Linked DNA regions of Mus musculus: region 2 is linked to region 1. Evidence: chromatin contacts called from public Hi-C data. All regions are on one chromosome and are shown on one strand. Each heading gives the region's core, a stretch centred on a gene start, on an enhancer-like site or on the middle of the called end of the contact. The rest is flanking DNA. Distances are from core to core; before and after follow the strand shown. Region 1 overlaps Mrps27 (mitochondrial ribosomal protein S27). Region 2 overlaps Map1b (microtubule-associated protein 1B).

Evidence for each region. Hi-C and Micro-C count contacts between places; a contact is called where the count stands out from the background.
Region 2: a Hi-C map of rod photoreceptor shows a contact between it and region 1, with 1.7 times the contacts expected there. The contact joins two enhancer-like sites. A contact is called at or near these places in 7 of 484 Hi-C or Micro-C datasets (the HPC-7 cell line, the N1E-115 cell line, embryonic fibroblasts and 4 more), 1 of 115 datasets of contacts at active chromatin or transcription factors (embryonic stem cells) and 2 of 9 other capture datasets (adipose tissue and pancreatic islet).

Annotation. Positions count from the first base shown.
Region 1 is chr13:99,393,115-99,398,056 of GRCm38.p6, reverse strand. The region is part of intron 4 of Mrps27 (mitochondrial ribosomal protein S27); the gene reads right to left. Among named protein-coding and RNA genes, the nearest start is that of 6430562O15Rik, 17 kb to the left of the region's middle. Within about 2 kb of position 2,171, at least 21 of the 459 cell types and tissues checked have an H3K27ac peak or open chromatin away from gene starts, as enhancers often do. A contact at or near this core is called in rod photoreceptor, where this site is marked.
Region 2 is chr13:99,464,341-99,469,282 of GRCm38.p6, reverse strand. The region is part of intron 2 of Map1b (microtubule-associated protein 1B); the gene reads left to right. Among named protein-coding and RNA genes, the nearest start is that of Map1b, 50 kb to the left of the region's middle. Within about 2 kb of position 2,977, at least 10 of the 459 cell types and tissues checked have an H3K27ac peak or open chromatin away from gene starts, as enhancers often do. A contact at or near this core is called in rod photoreceptor, where this site is marked.

The DNA.
Region 1 (4,942 bases), core at 922-3,421:
CCAGCAGTATGGAACTGCCCAGCAGTATGGAACTGCCCAGCAGTATGGAACTGCCCAGCAGTATGGAACTGCCCAGCAGTATGGAACTGCCCAGCAGTATGGAACTGCTCAGTCACCTGGTTTACTGCTCACCCAAGGCTACAGCACCAAGAGGCAGAGAGCAGAATCACGGCTTGTCAGTCAGACAGGGGTCCAAAAGCCTAGGTCACCTTTGATTTCTTAGAAGGTAAGGGAAGTCACTTAGAAGAGATCATCAAAAGGGAAAGGAAAAGGAAAAGGAGAAGGAGGAGGAGGAGGAGGAGGAGGAGGAAAAGGAAAAAGAAAAAGACCAGAGTGCGACTTTATAGTTATTTATGACCAACTGAATCATTTAATCAAAAACAACAAAACAGTGGGCTCTGGCTGTCCTTCCACAGGCATCAAATGACTCATTATCTTACAATGGCAAAGCGGCCACCCTCACCAGTCTTTAGGATCAACTACAAATGCTGCAGGCCTAAAGCACGGTGCCGGGGCCCACAGCCCTGCAGCAGCTAACACTTAGCTACAGCACAGGCTCTGCACACGGATGAGCAGGCTTTCCACATGGTTTCCCTGATTCTATGAGCCACCAGCCAAGCCTAGGCATACACACACTTGCCAGTTCCCAGTAGGTTCTGTATTCTGTGGCAACAGGCATTCCAGATGGGACTCTCGGCCTCTAAGTGAGGCAGACGTGGAGGAGGGGCAGTAGAGAAGGCTGCCAAGGAGAAGATTCGGCCAGTTCCATGGACTGTGGTGTGGAGTGTGAATCAATTCATAATGCCAAGCTTGCAGTTATCAAAAGGATCAAGCACTTCCACTAAAAGCTAGTGTGTGACTGACCCACTGATTCAGTTGTCACTGCCCTCTTTCTTATCCTAAAAAGGCAATTAGAAAGATAATTACTTTCTTTTCTATCCTGCAGGAAATTCTGCTTTCAGAATTGTTAATTTCAGAATTCACAATCTTCGATGATTCTTTCAGTTATCACAAATACAAAATGGAAATATCACTACTACAGATTAAAATTCCTTTGTTGCTTGAGATCCCACATTTTATGCTTATGGAAGTTTCAGTTAATTTAACTTTCAATAAACATATGGTGAAGCTCTATTAAATGAATGTACTATGTTTTAAAAGATGTCTCCCTATCCCATTACCAAAGGCTAATACAAAGCCTGGACGTGAACACCTACAATTTACTAGCTACCCCTAGTAGATGAAATAAATGTAAGTGATTAGATATCTAGGTGGGTTTCTGAGTTGGGTTTACAGAGCTGTGATGCTCGAAGCCTGAAGTTCCAATCTTTCATTACCACTGTAACCTGACAGATGACACCACAATGAAGACACAAGTGACTTCCATTATCTGAGAAGTCACCTTTGCAGTATATAAGAGAAAAAAGTCCCCTTTGCAGTATAAAACACCGTGAGAGGAAGGCTCTGATGGCAAATGGGACCTGGGTCACTATAGTGTAGGTTGCAGATCTACATTTCTAAATCCAGGAGACAGATAACACACCCATGAAAAGACTATCCATCAGTAGTGGCCCTGTGTGAGGTACAATGACCCAAATTCCACCCCTGCTGGTCTAACAATACCTCTAACTCTAGTCTGGACATAAAACCTCCCCTCGCCTCCCCCACCCCCCGCCCAATACAGAAAAATATTAACTGTAGTCAGACTGTGTGCTACTTCGGCTCCTTCTTTCATGAGACCTAAGGGAGCCATTCAGAACAAAGTCTGTTGTTCTTTGATACTGAGTTTATCTGCTTCCAAAAGTCAGTGTGATTGACCAGACCAGGGAATTATGGGGAGAGAAAAAAAAATATTTATGCTGTGATTACTGATGCTCTTGATGGTGTCCCCAAAGAAGAAACACTTCTGTCTCTTTGGCCATCAATTGGAATTGCACCAGGAACCACTCTGGAGACTGTTACACAGGCCTGCTCACAGGTTAGCTTTAAGTACCCTGGAAGCCTGAGGGGGAAGCTAAAAGGAGAGGGTTTCTGGGTAGGTGAGGCAGCAAGCTAAGGAAAACTGGATCCTGGAACTAATCTTTATAAAAGCAAAGGGCTCTAGACAAACACTACAAAGTCAAGAAAGGTGGAACTAAGGCAGGAAACCCACACACTGATTAGTCATGGCTACACAGGAATAACTCTGAGGAAGGGGAAGGGAGACAGAAGGCAAAGAAAGTCAGCAGGATTAGCGGTCTGACTGACTGGAGAGAGGTCAGTGTTTCCAGAGACTCTCAAGCAGGCAGGGTCTGTGTGCCGCAGCGGAGGAGGAGATGAGGCACACGGTTGCAATGGCACAGAAGCCGGCGCGGGCGGGCAGACCTGACGTGGCTGCGGGGGATTACAGATGTCTTCGGCCATTTCTGAGGGGGAGAAGGTTCAGCACTAATCTGGGTTTCTTAAGAACCTGACTTTTTTCTCTCAGATACAGAAGAAAAGCATCTCTCAGAGCTCGCAGCATACTGATTCTCCCAGGGTGTAGCAGAGCCAAATCCCTGAGGATTTATTTTCCTCTAGCATGAAAGGAAGACTGGACTCGTTTTCAGCCTCACTATCCAGTCAGAGTCACACTATTTTTGTAACTACCAACCTCTCCTATTTCCCCCAATAAACTTTTAGCCCCCCCCCCCACTAAGCTCTTAGGCTCCCCCTCAACACACACAAAGCTCTTAGGCACCTCTCTCTCTTTCTCTCTCTCTTTCTCTCTCTCTCTCTCTCTCTCTCTCTCTCTCTCTCTCACACACACACACACACACTAAACTCTAAGGCTCTTTCACAGGCAGGAGACATGTCATCTCTTACTGCAAAGTCTTAGGTACTTAAGGATGTGGCGACAGTGGCTAGGCACACTAGGGTTTACCAATGCAAATATATATGCTGACACCTGTGAACATTGTGCGTATGGAAACAGCCTCCACTGCCATTTGTGAACATTGTGCGTATGGAAACAGCCTCCACTGCCATTTGTGAACATTGTGCATATGGAAACAGCCTCCTCGGACAGTTTTGAGTACCATCCTGCCTATAGTCAGCTGAAGCCAGGAGGAAACACTGCCTTTTTCCTACAAAGCAGGAGGAGATCCCCCTCGTGGCAGAGGAAGCACAGTAACAGGAAAACCACCCTTCCTTCTTCCTTCCTCCTTCCTCCCCTACTGCTTCCTTTGCACAATCCACAGAAGAAGGGTGACAGGATTCTGCCTTAGGGAACAGAGGTGCTGGCAGGGATGAACCAAAAGGAATGCTGGCAGAAGACAGGGTTCAAGGGTTCAAAGAACCCTCTTAAACTTTTAATCAAAACCACTCAGGCTCTTTGACACTGAACAATGCTTTAAAAGGGCTTTCCCTGGAACAAAAAGAAGAAATCACACCCAAAAGAAGTAGATGGAGAGAAATAATCAAACTCAGAGCTGAAATCAATAAAGTAGAAACAAACAAAACAAAAAACCCAAAGAATCGATGAAATAAAGAGTTGGGATTTTTTTGAAAAAAAAAAATCAATAAAATTAACAACTCTTATTCAAATTAACTAATAAGAGAGAGAATATCCAAATTAAAAAAAAAAAAGAAATGAAAAGGGGACATAACAACAGACACAGAAATCCAGAGAATCTTTTTTTTTTTTTTTTTTTTTGGTTTTTCGAGACAGGGTTTCTCTGTGCATCCCTGGCTGTCCTGGAACTCACTCTTTAGACCAGGCTGGCCTCAAACTCAGAAATCCGCCTGCCTCTGCCTCCCGAGTGCTGGGATTAAAGGTGTGCGCCACTACCGCCCAACTAGAAATGCAGAGAATCTTAAGGGCGCACGTTAAAACTGTTTTACCGGCGGCAGCGATCTACTGTATAAACGAACTGAAAGACAAAAACACAGGATCACCTCATTAGATACTGAAATGCCTTTCACAAAGTCCAACACTCCTTCATAATAAAATTCCTGGAGAAACTAGAGACATGGGGACATACCTCAACATAAAAAGGACATTTACAGCAAGTCCACAGCCAACATCAACTTAACTAGAGAGAAACTCAAAGCAATTCCACTAAGATCAGGAACAAGACAAAGCTGTTGATGTGGAGAGCTGTGCATGCTAGGCAGATGCTTGGGCCTGAGGACATCCTTAACTCATGGCAGAGATGACAGGGACATCAGAGCCTGCAAGCTGGCACCTAAAACTTAAAGTAAATGATATAATCATAAAAGTTAAACCAAGTTTCCCCCAAGTAATTTTAATTGAAGCTCAAGTTTTGTAGGAAATAAAATGTTTCAACAATTGACTAGTCTGTTAGCAAAGCTATTAATAAATTTTGTTCTTTCTGTAACTGTATACTGTACATTTTGGTAGCTCTGCCCATCTTCTCCCATTTCTCTCCTACTCACACCAGCTCCTTCCGTAGCCCTGTACATTTCTTTCCCCATTCATTAGTCCCTCTGTTTGATCCAGTGTTTAGAACAAACTCGCAGAGCTTGGTGGGCTCCACAGTAGGTATACACCCTACTATCACGTCTCCCCTCTCAGAATGAGTGCCAATAGCAGTATGTGGAATGGCCCCTGGGGCCCTTCACCCTCTGCAGCTGACTGTCAGGATTCCCCGACTGCTGTGGACTCACTGACAGAATGCACAGTGCTGGGTCTGTGGTTCCCACATCCACATCCTGATCAGGAAATGGAATTTCACAACCCCGCTCCCCATCTTGAGACTCTTACATTTTCACTGTACCCTCTTCTGCAATGTTCCTTGAGCCATGAAGGGGTCATAGATGTGTCTTGCCTAAGGTCTAGCCTTCAACTGTCCTTTATTTTTAGAATCTTGTGAAGCCATGGGCTTTTGCTTTTATCTCCATTCACTGCATGGAGGGTGTTTTTTTTTTAAGACTGAGAATAGCCTTTTTTGGTCTAAGTCAG
Region 2 (4,942 bases), core at 1,728-4,227, 70 kb before region 1:
TCTATCTATCTATCTATCTATCCATCCATCCATCCATCCATCCATCCATCCATCCATCCATCCATCTCTCTCCATTCATTTATTGTGGGTATATATGTGTATATGAACATGCACTTGTGCAAGAGGCCAGAGGAGGACTTTTGGGACTCGGTTTTCTCTTTCTACTGTGTGGGCCTTAGTGGTCAAACTCAGGTCATCAGACTTGGTGGGAGGTGCCTTTCCCTGCTCAGCCATCTTGCCAGTCCTAGTCAATGAAGTCATAAAAAAAATGTATATTTGGGGTTTGAAGGGCTCATTTCTGGAGAAAGAGATTGGGGCACTACACACAGGTCTAGTTATCTCAGCCTTTGGAGCTGGCCCATTGTATAGAGCTACCTGTATGCCACTTGCCCTATGGAGCATACTTGGTCCCCTCAGCAGCCCTTCGAAGTAATACTATTACCATTGACCAGTGAAGAACCTGGGAGCCAGAATGATGAAATAACCCAAGATCATAGCTAGCAAGTTGTCACACTGAGATATGAGCTGAGAGCAGTCAGTCTCCACAGACGATTAGGAACCTTCTACAATCAGAACTGAACAAAGCAAATCAGCTCTTGGTAAAAGACAACAGAGAAGTGAACTTTCTTTCACGAGAGTTTAGGAATTAGTCAGAACGGAGTTTGCTGGTCATTTATGCCTGCTTTCTTCTTTGGAGTCCTTTGAAGCCTCTTTGGAATCTAGAAAGAACAAAACCATCCAGGATCCAGTAGATGGCAGGCACATTGTTAGCTTGGGCCATCTTTTTTTCTGGGTTGTGTGTGCACAATTATCTGTTGGCATTGGCCATCTGCTGTTATACTGCTGGTAGACTCCATTACACCAGTGATTTAACTTGGGCCCTGGAGAAAGCTGCCTTCTCCTTTAGCCAGGAAATTTGCCATTGGTGGATTTTAGAGGAAGCTTCCAACATATCAGCTGATGAAAATAAAAAAGGAAACCTTTGTAAGGATTCAACAGGAACTTTGGGGGCCCCAAGAGTTATAGTATTTCATATTAAATTGGAATCTAATTATAAGGGGATCACTTTCCTGGGACTAAAGAAGATGAGATGTGGTACTTACTCGTGATTTTTAACTTGAGATGTGGGAAGGTGTCTGTCACACAGAGCCTCTGTCCACAAGAAACTGTTTCAGCTGGGAGAGGGTGGGGCTCCTTCAGAATTAAACTCAACTGGCACTTTAACCTTCCCCTGTCTTTAGCTATTGTCCTTTATAATACAACAGTGTAAGTCTGGGGATTTTAAAAAAAGATTTACTTATTTATTTTATGTATATGAATGCTCTATCTGCATGTATAGTTACACGCCAGAAGAAGACATCAGATCACATTACAGATGGTCATGAACCACCATGTGGTTGCTGGGAATTGAACTCAGGACCTCAAGAACAGCAAGCAGTCAGTGCTCTTAACTGCTGAGCCATCTCTCCAGCCCTGAGTTTGGGGATTTTACTGGGGGGCAGCAAAATGTGTCTTTGAATTGAATCAGGGAAGGCATCTTAGCAATTTCTCCGTTCCCTCTCTCTGTTTCCAGTTCCAGTTCCAGCATAAATGGGAATCTGCAAGCCGTTAGAAAGATGCTCTTATTGTGGATTAGGGGTGAGGCCCAAGGGGAGGTTCTCAGCGTGTGTTAGGAACTAAATAAATCCTCCTTAACCCAAACACGTCCTGTAGCCACTTCCTGGCTATTTTTGAAAAGACATAAAAGCGAATCGCATCTTTAATCAAGAGCTGTGGTAGCATTAGGTCTTTTACTACATGTTATATTTTTCTGTGAGCCTATACTTATTTGCCCAGCTAGAAATAGCTGGAGTTATTTAAACAATCATGACACTTATCTAAACAACGATTGTAGGCTGGAGTCGACTCCCTGATTACACTCTTTAGAAATAGTCCTTTATTTTTATTTGTGCTCTTTTGAGGTAGGAAGAGTTTGTCAATGTCCCTGTGATTGTTCCGTTGTATCAATGTAGTAGTCTAAAGATGTAATCATTTTATTCTGTATCATCCTTGAGATAAATATAGAGCGTCTCAAGGACTGGTGAAGCTGGGTATGGTGACGCTACTGCAGCCCCAGCACCGAAGGCTAAGGGAGGGTTGTGGTTGTGAATTCAAGGTCTGTTGAGGCTACACAGCAGAGCCCTGTGTCAGTACTCCTCACCCCCGAAATGACCTCTTAGCACTCTGAAAGCAGAGAACAGGGCAAGCAGCAGGACTCCCTCCCTTTCTACTACAAGGTCAAGGGTCCTGGGAGACTGTCTTCTCATCTTAAAGAGAAAATCAGACTGACCATGAGAAAACCAGGCTGACCGTGAAAATCAGTGAAGGCTCACTTGTCCTGTCACAGTGTCACCTAAACAGGGAACAGGTCTAGCCTTGGCCCTGAGAAAGATGGGAGATTTTTTTTTAAGTCAGAAAACCCAGGAGCACAGATCCCATTTGTATCACACAGCTGTTGAGAGATGCCCTTGGGCCTGGGCAACACAGTGGCCCTGTAAGGGAAACTGAAGCTTTCCCTAAAGTATTGAGACTCCATATTTAAGAACTCCAGGTCAGGGGAAAAGAAGAGCCAACCTTTTGTCAGCCAAAGCATTTGGCCCAGTGGTCTTGTGTGTGCCACAAGGAAAGGAACACTTTGGTGGCAGGTTTACCAATCACTCAATTTCCCTGTACCTCACTATCTCCATCAGTACAATGAAACTCCAGTAGAACTGATGTTACAATATGCAGAGAATAATAACCTGTCAGGAAATGGCAGCTGTCGTGGCCCTTAGAAATATTACCTACCTACAGCAGAAGGGACAGAGAAGGGAACAGGGAGGAGGCATGTGATGTCCTTAAAGGGCGTGTGTGTCTCTAAGCCCCCTCTTTTCTATCCTCAGCTCACATTGATCCTGTTAATGATGTGAGAGAAGATGGGGGGAGGGGTGTTGTCAGAACTGAGATGGAGCTCAGATCCTCCAGACAAGCTGGTGCTCCCATGCAGAGAGCCTCTGGACTGAGGCAGTGTGGTGAGCATGCCACGCCCTCTGAGGCACTAAGTCTGGCACTGGAGCACTAATAGACTGTGATCAGGAAGGCTGAAGGCCACCTAGTCACACTGTGTGGAGAAGGAGGATGACCAAGTTAGTGGCAGCAATTTTTCCCTGTGAAAAGCATTGTTAATGTGATAATTTAAAGACCTTAAAAAAGATTTATTTATTTATTTACTTATTTTATGTATATGGGTACACTGTTACAGTCTTCAGACACACCAGAAAAGGGCATCAGATCCCATTACAGATGTTTGTAAACCACCATGTGGTTGCTGGGAGTTGAACTCAGGACCTCTGGAAGAGCAGTCAGTGCTCTTAACCACTGAGCCACCTCTCTAGGCCCCTAAAGACCTTAAAAAAAATCAGGGGGGAGGGGAGGGCCTGGGGGACTTTTGGGATAGCATTTGAAATGTAAATGAAGAAAATACCTAATTAAAAAATAAATTAAAAGATTCACATAAATGGAAAAAAAATCCCCTCAGAGCTAACTAAAGGAACTAACTTGACAAATCTTTGAAGTAAGGGCTCTGAGACCAGTGGACGGCCCTTTTCTCTTTCTCCCCATTTCTCTGACTCTTCAGAGGAGAGGTGGATATAAAATGCGTTTACATGCTGGAAAAGAAAGTTAACCCCAAACCAAAAACAAATAAACAACAAAAAAAAGCTCTTTATAAATACCTTGCTGCCTGTTCCCTGCGGCTACAGCTCACTACATCACTCTGGGTGTCATTTTGACGTATTTCTAAGGAAATAGAGTTTTGTTTATAGAATTTTTGCTTCATCGTGTCAGTTCTCTCGCCTCTGCAAGCCTCGGGTATTTCCTGCTTGTTTACAGGTGAGTGATCTGAATTGGGTAAAGATATGAACTCATCACCGTTAAAAACCCCCTCCCTTTCCACTTAAGACCCTTTACCTGTTACGAATGCACATGGGTGGGATATTAATTATAGCACAGCAGGTATTGCTGAGGGGAGACTGTCACCTAGCTCAGAGCCATCTTGTGAGTTGTGTGGTACTTTGTCGTCCATCTGATGCAGATTGTCACACGGAGTCTCTGAAAACCAGAACCAAAGCATGGTGCGTCACAGAAAGATACTAAAAGTTGCTTATTAAGATCTCCCTTTAAAGATTTATTTTTATTTTATATGTATAGAAGAGTGTTGTGCCTGTATCTATGTCTGTTCATCGCTAGTATGTTTGGGACCCTCAGAGGCCAGGAGAGGGTGTTGGATCCTCTGGAACTGGGGTTATAGACAGTTACTAGCTGCCTAACATGGGTGCTGGGAACCAAACTCTGTTCCCTTGCAAGAGCAGTTAGAGCTCTTAGCTGCTGAGCCATTTCTTCAGCCCCTTGAAATAGTTTAGAAAGTAGGCAATTATGTTTTCTAGCTGTTCCTTTTCCAAAAGAACGGCCAGACAAGTGGCCAGCTCTAAAGCCAACAGCCTCAGCCAAGTGGATGAGAGCCCATGTTTTGGCCCTCCTGACTCACACCAGTAACCTAAGAGTTGAATTTGAACTTCTCTTGCAGCCCGGCTGTGGCTTCCAGGGAGGAATTGGAGAAATATCTAGATTAAGAATCAAAGACATCTTTCATGCTGCTTGGGGTGCTGTCACTAATTGAAGGTTCCCATTGCCGTGCGATAGAAGGCAGGGGTAGGGGGGAGGTGTCCCATCCCAGAGGGTAAAAGTTTCCAGGTCATGTAGAAGTGACCTTAGCCTCCGCAGTGGCTGTGCTGGACACCGTGAGGATCTGGATACACACACCTGACTTCAGTCTGCCACTGGAGAACCAGCCTTTCTGAACCTTAATGACTTTGTCTGTGGCAAACTGAATTATTTTTAACATAAGGAGTAGATTAATCTGGCA